Regions from separate parts of the Gossypium hirsutum genome. Here region 1 is linked to region 2. A link is a contact called in public Hi-C data. All regions are on one chromosome and are shown on one strand. The core of a region is the stretch at or near the end of the contact, and the rest is flanking DNA. Distances in the headings are between cores, read along the strand shown.

Evidence for each region. Hi-C and Micro-C count contacts between places; a contact is called where the count stands out from the background.
Region 1: a contact with region 2 is called in a Hi-C map of leaf, with 4 times the contacts expected there. The contact joins the promoter of LOC107953132 here to the promoter of LOC107951963 in region 2. A contact is called at or near these places in 6 of 34 Hi-C or Micro-C datasets (hypocotyl, leaf and petal).

The regions. Positions count from the first base shown.
Region 1 is chrA02:49,922,455-49,928,027 of Gossypium_hirsutum_v2.1, reverse strand. It overlaps LOC107953132 (protein LURP-one-related 17), which reads right to left and starts at 2,569. Exons shown (of 2, transcript XM_016888364.2): 1 at 2,222-2,569; 2 at 1,642-2,129. The coding sequence starts at 2,515. The coding sequence ends at 1,758.
Region 2 is chrA02:49,108,200-49,114,089 of Gossypium_hirsutum_v2.1, reverse strand. It overlaps LOC107951963 (reticulon-like protein B3), which reads left to right and starts at 1,813. Exons shown (of 7, transcript XM_016887159.2): 1 at 1,813-1,926; 2 at 3,127-3,165; 3 at 4,526-4,750; 4 at 5,151-5,331; 5 at 5,438-5,579; 6 at 5,710-5,779; 7 at 5,866-5,890. The coding sequence starts at 4,555. LOC107951961 (DUF21 domain-containing protein At2g14520) reads left to right here. Exons shown (of 6, transcript XM_016887157.2): 6 at 196-459.

The DNA.
Region 1 (5,573 bases), core at 1,320-3,819, 810 kb before region 2:
ATATATATGCACTGAGAATAGTATGGTAAAAATATTATGGAGTCTACTGTACTAGGAATCAAATTGCATTTTACCTCTTTTATTAAAAAAAATGGAAAAATTATTTATTTATATGAGATAAAAAAGTAAATTGGTCATTTAGTCTCTATATGTTAGAATGAGGTAATTATCTGATTAGTTTGTCAGTCACACTAATTTTTAATAGTAGAATATTTTTAATAAAAATGACCAATTTACATTTTGATCTAAAGTACATTGATTTATTTACTCATGTTTAGATAAAGAGTAAAAAATACAATTTAACTTTTAATAAAAAAATTTATAATTCTTTTATTATTTTTACATGTGATCCACGTATTTGAAATTCTGAAGTGGAATAAACTAATGCTTAATTTTGACTCAAATTTGAGATTTTAATTTGATGAATTTAAATTTTAAATCAATTGCCTAGATATAAATTCACGTCACTCAAATTGCTGAATGGACGGACAAGGAATAGTAAGGAAGTAGAAATGTGTGAAGAAATTTGACACAGTTTCAAACCAACTTTTATTTTAAGTAAGGAACTTTGACCCTGCAAATTGCTGAAGAAATTATCTAGCCTTGTTGGTTCAACGGTCTCCACAAGTTTTCTTTTTGCAAACGGCAGTAATCAATCACATGTTACCCTTTCTCAAACATGGAATACAATGAAAGAGTCAAAATATGCCAAAGTTGGATATTTAATGCGCAAAAGTTAATGGTAAATTGTAGGTTAAAATATGCATATAGTTTTCTATTTTCTCTAAATTAGAAATTTACTTTTTTTAAATTTTAAAATCTAAGTCTAATCGTTAATATTGTTATTCTTCTTTTTGTTAAATTTAAGTTAATTATACCACTTTTTTAATTAATGGCTATCAAATAAAATTTTTTTATTTCAATAAATTTAACAGAAAGAAATTAATTGTGTTAAGAGTTAATTTTGAATTTTAAATTTTGAAAAGGGAAGGAACTAAATTTTTAAAAATATAATTATTAGAATTAAATTTCTTTTTAAAAAGTACAGTGACTGGCACATTTTAACCTAAATTATATAGCTGTTTGTCTAACCCAACTTTCATGAGTTTTATTTTGGGCATTAAAAAAATTTGCATTACGGACATTGTCATTAACAAATGTTTCATTTTGATCAACCATCCTTAATTTGAGGTTAACACCTAATTTTGATAATATTTTATTTTAACCACTCATTTACATGGATTTAAATTACAAGAAAAAATTAGATTTTATCTTTATAAAAATCAAAGTTTTTCTTCTAAATAATTTTAAAAAAAAATGAACAAAATAAAAATTTACTAAGGTTTGGTAACTAAAAAGAGTGTCCAATAACATTGCATAATCCCAAATTAACGGTTAATCAAAATGAAAGCATTTATTTAACTGTAATGCTCATATTACATACTTTTTTTGGATGACCAATTATGTAATTTATCCTAAAATTAAATTTTATTTTTTATTTTTCTATCCGAATTTACTTATTATCACCTACCCTTATTGAATTCATAATATCTGTTCCTAGATTTCTTTTTCCTGGAAAAATCAGCAAGGAATTGAAAATGAACTCTGCAATCAGATTCAGAACACTTGAATCGTAAACGGTTTTCAATCAAAATGTTAATTCATTTCTTTCTATCAACTCCCTAATTTATGTATATTTACAAGGTAATTGATGCTGCAATCCTTAGGGAAAAAAAATGGCAGCTTTCAATTAAATTCTAAGAGAACATTTGATCCAACAAAAGAACCAGAGCCATTGCAAATCCAGGATCAAATCCTGCTTTTATAATCAACAGAAAAACATCTAATCCAAAACAAATACCTCCACTTGTTGCATCTTTTCTCTTGATCTCCGCCACCACTCTTTTTTTCACATTAACCACTTTGCACGATCTATGCGAATACGATCCTTCGATCGTATACGCATAACGTTTATCCGACGGCGGACGGTATACATATGCTAACACATTAGATTTGTTGGTGTGCAAAATGTTAATGCACTTCTTCACATAGAAAATTGGCTTCTCTGATGTACAATGATCACCTACTTCCCCTCCATAGATAACCCATGTATCGACTAATCTTAGATTCTGCCATTAAAAATCAGAAATTTTAAGCTCGATTTTTTATATTACTAGATGATTCAAAGGTGAAGTCTTGAGAAAAATGTAATAGTTTTTACCTTACAACGTCTCATTGTGAGAATGGAGTTCCCTTTACCGTCCATAAGAACGAGTTCCTTGGGGCGTCCTCCCATGTAGTTATCAACTCGATAAACTAGATTTCCATTAGAGTCAATCACCGTGAATCCGTTACAGCTAATCAACAATGATTTTCTCCACACCGTTAGCGATGTGCAAAGATCATCGTCATTGCTGCCGCCGTCGGTTTTGGATAACTCGGGCTGTTCTTGTGGTTCTTCATCATCATGGACTGATCTTGATAAGGATTTCAAGAAAAAGAACATGTTTCTCATATGTTTCTGTATGTAAAAAACTTGTTTTTTTTTTTTTAGCTTTTAGAAGACTTGTAAGAAAAAGATATTTATAGGCTTTTAGCTTATAGTGTTAAGAAACATATGGTAGTTAAGCAATGTAGTTTTTTTTTTCTTCTCAAAAATTGTGAAATGACGACTTTTTACCTAATTGTCATGACTCATAGCCTCTTTTTCCTAAAAGTAACTTTCTTTTACTAATGTTGATCCAGGGATTAAAAAAAATTGATATTGCTTAAATTAAATTTAGGGTTTGAATCCAAAATCACATCTATTCTTAATTAGGTTGCATAATATTTGTATTGAAAATATGAAATTATCTTTTAATTAATTTAACTAGTTTCAATATTAAAAAGTAAGAGAAATTTATCTTTAGAGAAAAATAATTTATTATGTGATTAATTTAACAAATTTTACGTTACCAACACAATTTTTTAATTTTTTATATGACTTAATCAAATAAATTTAAAAAGATTCTATCGGATTCACTATAATAAAATCTCACTTAAGAGATTACCCAAAAACAATTAAATTTTTTTTATCAATTTAGGAATTTGACTCGATTCAATTTCATATAATGTGACTATCAAACACCTAATTACAAAAAAATATTGAATATTGTTAATGTTGGGAAACGGGATACGTGTGTAAAATTTCAGCAACGATAGTATCCAAGATTCCAAATTGAAGTATTTGTTAGGTTCCTAATTCATTGATTTCAATGAACATAAGGCGACGAAATATTATGAACTGTAAAAAATCTGCGAGGAATTCAAGATAAATTTATACTGTAGTTTTTGCCGTCAGAATGTCCCATGTGTTTTAGCTGTCATCAAACCAATGAAACAAAAACAGACGAAGGGTGAGACCGTAGACCCCATTGGCTTGTCCAAGTACTAGATTTGATGATCTGTATAAATTTTTTTTGTATTATATATAGTTGTGTTATTTATTGTATATATATTCGTAAAGAATTTGTCCCATTTATGTGCAAATGGATCGGTCTAAGCACTATTATGCCTGAACGTCTAGGGTTTTTTCATCACTTTGGTCGTCTTTGGTAGGCCACCTTGGTGAAGACGTTGCTCCCAAAGGCCAAGGATGTCGGTCACTTGGTATAACAATGAATTAGCATCCGGACTTTTGCCTTAGCAGCACTAGATGGTTAGCATAAAATTACATGCTTAACTTTATTTATGATATGTGAGTTGAAAGTAAATTACGTTTATCATATGCTTTAAGTTAATCGTAAATGTACAAAAAATATATTTTATATATATATATATATGATCTAATTATTAATAAATCTAAATTGATAACAATATTAATTTTCATCATTAAAATAATGAATTACATTTTATTTTTACTATTAATTGCTCTCGTAATTCGGGTTACAAATTTAGTCAATCATATTCAATCATTTCTCTTTTTGAAAGACAGATAATAATAAATTTACATATTAATTAAGTATTAGTTGAATGCTTAAGACTATTTTAAAGAAAATTCTACGTGACTTTAACAGCATCAATTAATGATATTATCAATTTAATCTAAAATTACAATGATATAAATGGTCTAAAACCACAATTAAACATATATGTGTGTGATTAGGTCATTAAATCAATCTGATTCAAGATTTTCAAAAACAAGTCAACTTTTCACATTGGTTTTATGGGTTGAATTCTGCTATTACTACATATATTATATACAAGTTATGGATTTAGTCATTATACTAAAATTTAATTTTTCTTTGTTTTTATTTTTTTTAAAATTTAAATATTAACTAAACAATAGTTGTTAAATTCACTAAGTTCTACTATTTTTAAAATTTGATGTGGCAAAGATATTATCACACATGTAATGCTATGTTAGCTTACTATTTCCACATATTATACTAAAAAAGTCAATTAATGAATTTAATGGTTATCTTTAATGTCAAGATTAGAATTTTAAAATTCGAAAAATATAAAAATTAAAAAATTTAATTGGAGAGCATGAACTTTTTGCATGGTGCAAATATATTAACAAGATTTAATCAAATGAACTTTTAATTACGACTGAAATGTCGAAATTTTAAAAATAAAACAGTTAAATTATCACATTAAAAAAATCTAAAAATTAAATTCTTGGTGTTAAATATCTTGTAAACTATAGACTTTTCCATGTTGTATAGTGGGCATTAAAATTCGGGAAGATCAACCAAATAATAATAAATAAGCATCGCATGGTCCTAACTCCTATCCAATAGTCATACTCAGTTCAAACACGTCTTTGCTCTTAGATAGAGAAATGGAGAAAGACGGATATATAAAGATCGAAAAAAGTAAATTACATGCAGCCCTAAAAAATGGAATTCATTGTAACACTTAGGTAAAATTATCATGGAGTCCCTTTTATTAGAAGTTAGATTACAATTTAATCTATTTATTCAATAAATAAATAAATTAGTCCATGTACATTAGATCAAAGAGTAAATTGATCTTTCTATTGAAAATTTCATTCATTTTTACTATTAAAAACTAATCTCTTTATGTTAACATGAGGTATACATGGCATACTACGTGTCACAGTTTGAATATTTATGTCAACTATGCCAGTTTTTAACAGTAATAGTGGATAAAATTTTTAACAAAAATGACTAGTCCGCTCTTTGATCTAATGTAAAAAAACTAATTTGCCTATTTTTTTAGTAGAAGGGGTAAAATGCAAACTGACACTTAATATATGGGCATCCATGGTATTTCTACCACCACACTTACATTTCTTTTGCATTTTTATGAAAAAAAAAATCTCATTTTTTTAGATTGAATTATGCCCCCAATCTTTGTACTTTTTGAGCTTTTTAAACTGTTTTAATTTAAAAAAAATTTAATACTGCTTATTTGATCTAAAATTTTAAATCTAATTAAAAATTCGAATCTGTAACATTTTAATATTTAATAATGCTAATTTAAAACTTAAATTTAAATTGACAACATATATTCAAATTTAACAAAATTCTTGTCAATTGGATATTAATTTTTAAATCAAACAAGTAAAA
Region 2 (5,890 bases), core at 564-3,063:
GAGCTTAAAATTGATCTATTCGAATGTGTTAAATTCATTGTTCAATGTGATGTTATTTAGCTAATGTATTGAGTATATTAAGTTGTGCAATTTGATGTTATATGTGGCGTTAATATTGACTTGTTAATTGCATATATTATTATTAATTTGATGTTATATGTGTCATTCATTAACTTTTTTTTTCTTTTTTCTCAGGTTTGAGTTTTTGTTGGATGCATGGTCCAGGATTAGCTGAATTCATGCATAGTGACGACTTGTTTAAGCTAATTGCTTTTCTTAAAGAGTGCATTCTATCATTATTTTGTTCTATTTGTATTTTGTTAGATTTCTGGTGTAGTATGATAAGTACGGTATTTTGTTTGAATGTTATTGATAAACTTTTTGTTAGTCGGGATATGTATTTATATCATAGATTATTCTTCTTCTCAATATTTTGATAATGAATTTTAATTTTTTTTATATTTTTCATGACTTTTACAATATTTTATAATATTTTATTTTTTTTAATTTTTATGACATTTAGTTGCGTTTGTGGAAAAAGCGCCGCTAAAGGTCTTGGCTTTTAGCAGCGTTTGTGGGAAAAGTGCCGCTAAAGGTCGCGACTTTTAGCTGCGTTTGTAAGAAAAGCGCCGCTAAAGGCCATGACCTTTAGCGGCGTTTTTTAAAATAAATGCCGCAAACTTTTGTGGCGTCATCTATAGCGGCGTTTTTTGTGGCACTTGTAAAAGCGCCGCTAAAGGCCTAAAAAAACGCCGCTAAAAGTTAATTTTGCTGTAGTGGATGGAAATGATTGTAGCAACCAAGCATGGGTAAGAAGGATTAGAGTTGTTTGAAATGGTGAATGGTGAATTTTCGTTGAACATGGATCCAGGACTTCATAAATTTGCAGAACCTTCATCTGAGTTGAGATGGATTATATTAGGCATCATTCATGCAAGTATGAAAAGGGTCATATAAAAGTGACACAATATTACTTGTTTCAAACCCGTCATAAGTGGGACTAATTTATTAAAAAGCCTAAGGATAAACTTAGTTTTCCTTCTTATCCATTTGATTCTTATTTTTTAATTAAATTTGGTTATTAATCTTTAAAAAAGATTTATTTTTTAAATAAAAAATTGATTTAAAACATTAAATTTTTAACATAGTTAGCGTAGCAACTTGTGTGATAATCTATATACACTTCGTGCTAAAATGACATTATATATCACACCAACATATAATTTTAAAAATTATAAAAATAAAAATATATTAAACTTCAAAATAGAAATATAATAATGATGTACATGTGAATTATCATGCAACATGTCATATTTAAATATTTAATATCTTAGACAGCATTTTCATTAAAAAATATAATTTCAACTTTTTTTCAAAAATTGATGGTAAATTTTAATTTATTTATTTTTTAATTTGATGACCAAATTTTTAAAAAGAAAATGAGTAAATTGGCAAAAGAAATTTAAACCCATTTGTGCTTCGCCAGTTCTAAAGACAGGGCCATGGGTTATGGCATGCTTTTTAAGTTCTTAAAACGGCCCAAATTTGTAATTTTTTTTTTTTGGGTCTGAAATTCCACATATACAAATGTAATTAATTTAGTTTGTAGATAAGATGAGGCAAAGGGCAGATGGTACCCAGCGCATATTCGTTTTAATGTTCTTTTAAACTCACATGGAGAAGTCGACATTGACAACATTGCCCCTTTATTCCTACCAGATTCATGCCCTCAAAACATGGTTATATTGGTCAAACCAGAAAAAAATGGAACAACACCCAAAAATTAGCTTCAAATATGGTCAATGAAGAGCTGCAGGCATTTTGTAGCTCAAAATCTTTGTTATTCAGAAAGAGTATCCATGTACAAGCTGCTATATATATATTGCCCTGCATTGCTTTTTTCTCTCTTTACAACCTTCAAATGAGGTAATCTCTATACTCTTTGCATTTCCTTCTACTTTGTTTAGTATTGTAGGACTACCTATTAGTTTTTTTCCCTGCAATGTCATTTCTTGCAGTATTTTTGTGTTGTTGTAGAATTATAATAAAATATATCATAATCTGATTTGAAGTTTGATCTGTCCTAATGATTCAAAATTTGACTCGAAAAAATCTTCCTTGCATAAATTTTTAGAGACTTTTTGAGGAGGATATGCTCTTTAGACACTCTTATTTTTATCATCTTCTTTATCAGCTACCCTTTTTTTTTCTCCAAATCAATTAAAATTTGTTTCAACAAATAAATTTTAAGTGATAAGTTAATTGGTTGGATGATCATCTTTCTTAAAAATTGTTTGAGTTTGAATCATAGGAGTGTCGTTCGCTATAATGTGTGCGTGTGAGTCTAATGATTAAGGGCAAAAGTTGGAATATTTTTTGAGGTGGTTATTTATGAGTACTAAAATATAATTTCACAATTTCAATAGTATATATTTCTTATAAATTCTAAAAAATTAAATTAATAATTTATTAATTTGGGAGAGTGATACTCAATATAAAATTTTATATAATAAAAAAAATCAGATTTTAAGAAAATAGGGTTAGTAGCCCTCGAAGCCGCCCCTAAAAATGATTCGCTCCTATTAAAGGTTTGTGAGTCCTAAAGTGATAGGAGACCACATTTCAGTTGGACAGCATGATACTAAGGCTTAGTTTGGATGAGCAATTGGGTGCGGTGCAGTACGTTTAGCTTACTTTTTATCTCACGCTACAGTATCACTACAGTATCTAATTTCACCGCCACTACTGTTTTTACACTAACCGCAAATAAACGCATTGCTCATCCAAACTCACCCTAAATCCAAATCATTTTTCATTTATATCACTACCCGATACCCATACCCCAAACTTAATTTCAACTATAGTACAAAACTTAAGGAGCCTAATTCAAAATTTATTTTTTAGAATTAATTATTTTATTCAAATTTTTCAAATTAAGAAAAAAAAACCCTAATCGTCCCCTTCAAACTACAGGTTAAAAAGAAATGGAAATGGATAAAATCAATAAAAAAAAGTATATATAATTTTATTTTAATTTATATATTTCAATTGGTTTGGAAATATTGATTGATTTATATATTATTCATCGAATTGCAGTTTGTCTGAATGTTGTTGTCACATATGTAGGGTGATCAATATCACGTGAAGAAAGAGGATCTAAATCAGGTTTTTGGATCTTATTTTTTGACTTTTTTTTTTATCCTTACATCTTCATTTCCCCATTTCACACTTTCTTGTGTTAACTTTGATTTCCAACATGCGAGATATGGAAAATTTAGTTTAAAACATCATAATTATTTTATTCAAATGTTTATTCAATTTAAAAGATTTAATGTTTTTACTTATTTAAACCTGTCAATCCCAAATGATAAAATATTCTCTTGATTAATCTAAGCATTCTCCCTTTGAGCTCTACATAAAGTAAGGAGATAAAAACCCGACACAAAACCGAGTATATACATTTCGGGCATAATACCTCCACTATTTGAGGGTTTAATCAACTAATAAAAAAATAATATTTTCAAAACTTCTCTAAATAAGAGACTCGACCCCTCAACATTTCTCATACACCATCACCCAATTAGTCCTAAAAATAATTTATATTTTACTCTCTCCTTTTTTGTTTTGTTTTTGTAGTTACCACTCTTTAAATATATATATAATAAAAAAATAAAAGCTATGATATGTTGTATTAAAATATGTCATGAATCTACTTATGTTTCGTAAATTCAGAATTTAAATTTTTTACTTTTATTTTAGAAATGTATTCTCTATTTTCATATTTCAAAATCTAAGTTTAACTATTAACACTGTTAAAGTTATTTTGTTGAATTAAGGTTCATTACGACGTTATTTTTTAATTACATTATTATCGAGTGAAATTTTTTTATTTCAAATATCATACTTACAAATTTAACAATGTTAATAACTAAACTTGAATTTTAAAATTTGAAAAAATAAAAAAACAAAATTAATGGAAATAAAAATATAGGGACTAACATTCAAATTTGTGAAGAATACATGGACTTATATTACATTTTAACCTATTAATTATTACAATTGATGGTAGCCCCCAAACTAATGGTCTAACAAACATGTTTAATTCCCATCAGAAACATCTAGACTTTGATATTTAAAAAAATAAAAAAATAAAAAATTTAAATTTTGTAAATAGGTTAAAAATTGCCAAATATTATAGTTTATTTAATACAAATCACCTGCTCACTCCACGTGTGCAAATACTATTAGTCGGTTTATATCAAACACGAACGTCTTCATCAAGAAAATCAAACGGTCGTCAATCTCCAACATATGAAACGGTTCAGATTTAAAACACCTTCAGTTAACGGTCTAGATTAAATCTAACGTGTACACACTCACGCCCTCTATAGCCACAAAACCCGATACTAAGAGCTTCAAAGAAAACAAGTCAAACAACACTCAAATCTTACATTTCTCTGTTTTTTTTTCTTTCAATATTCAAAAACGTTTCAAAGCGAGTAGTTGGTTTTTTTTTTCTTTTAAGAATTTGTGTGGAAAAAAAAAGAAAAAAAAATGGCTGAGCACGAAGAGAAGAAGCACGAGGAATCTTTGATGGAAAAGATAGCGGAGAAGATCCATGGTCATGATTCATCGTCATCGTCGTCGGATTCCGATGACGACAAGCAATCGGAATCTTCGATCAAGGACAAGGTGTTTCGTCTCTTTGGAAGAGAAAAGCCCGTCCACCATGTTTTCGGTGGAGGCAAACGTATGTTATAAGGACCCTCCTTTTTCTTCAATTCTTAAATTAAGGTCTTTTACAAGTCTGGGTTTTTAAATTTTCTGATTTTCATTTAGAATCAGATGTTATTTTTATTTTGTGTCATGAGAGAGTAATTAGATCTGACTTAGTGATTTGCATCTAGCTTTTAATTTTGATTAATTAGTGATATTTGAGCTTAATTATGTTTTTTGATCAGTGAATCTGTAGATCTTTAAGTGAATTTATGGATTAATTTTGGTAAAGTTCATTTTTTTTCTTTGTGAGTGCGCACAAATCCTAGGATTATCTTATTTTATTATAAATTTCAATACTTGGTATTATTGATTATCAATAGCCCCCTGCGATGATAAAATTATGTGATGAAATTGGTGTATGTGTGTGATAGCGGCCGACATTTTACTGTGGAGGAACAAAAAGATCTCAGCAGGAGCGCTTGGTGTTGCAACTGTGATATGGGTTTTGTTTGAATTGCTTGAATATCACCTGCTCACTCTAGTGTGTCACTTGTTGATACTTGCTCTTGCATTGCTCTTCTTGTGGTCAAATGCTACTCAGTTCATCAACAAGTAAGCTGTTGCATTTATTTTCCATATTGGGTTTTTATTCGGACTCAGGTTTGTTTGTTTCTGCTCATAGTAGTAATGTAAATGTTTTTTTTTTTTCTTTGAATAGGTCTACACCGCATATCCCGGAAGTTCAAATCCCTAAGGAACCAGTTTTAGAGTTTGCCCTGGCACTTAGGTTTGAGATTAACCGGGCTTTCGCTGTCCTGCGGGATATTGCATTAGGAAGAGATCTTAAGATGTTCCTCTCTGTATGTTATTTTCTTGTTTCTCTTATACTTAATACTAGGTTTTTTTGCTTGGCCATCATTTTCCGTTATTCATTCATGACAGTCCATTTCATTTATATGAAAATACTGGAACGGCGTTGTGATTGTTCAGGTTATTGCTGGATTATGGGTCTTGTCTATTGTGGGAAGTTGGTGCAACTTCTTGACGCTGTTCTATATAGGTATTGAAGTTGCCTTCGGGCGCTTTGTTTTTCCCCTTTTAAATGTTCTAATTTCCTGGTTTGATGTAAATTCTTTTGCGAAACAGTCTTCGTAGTACTTCACACTGTACC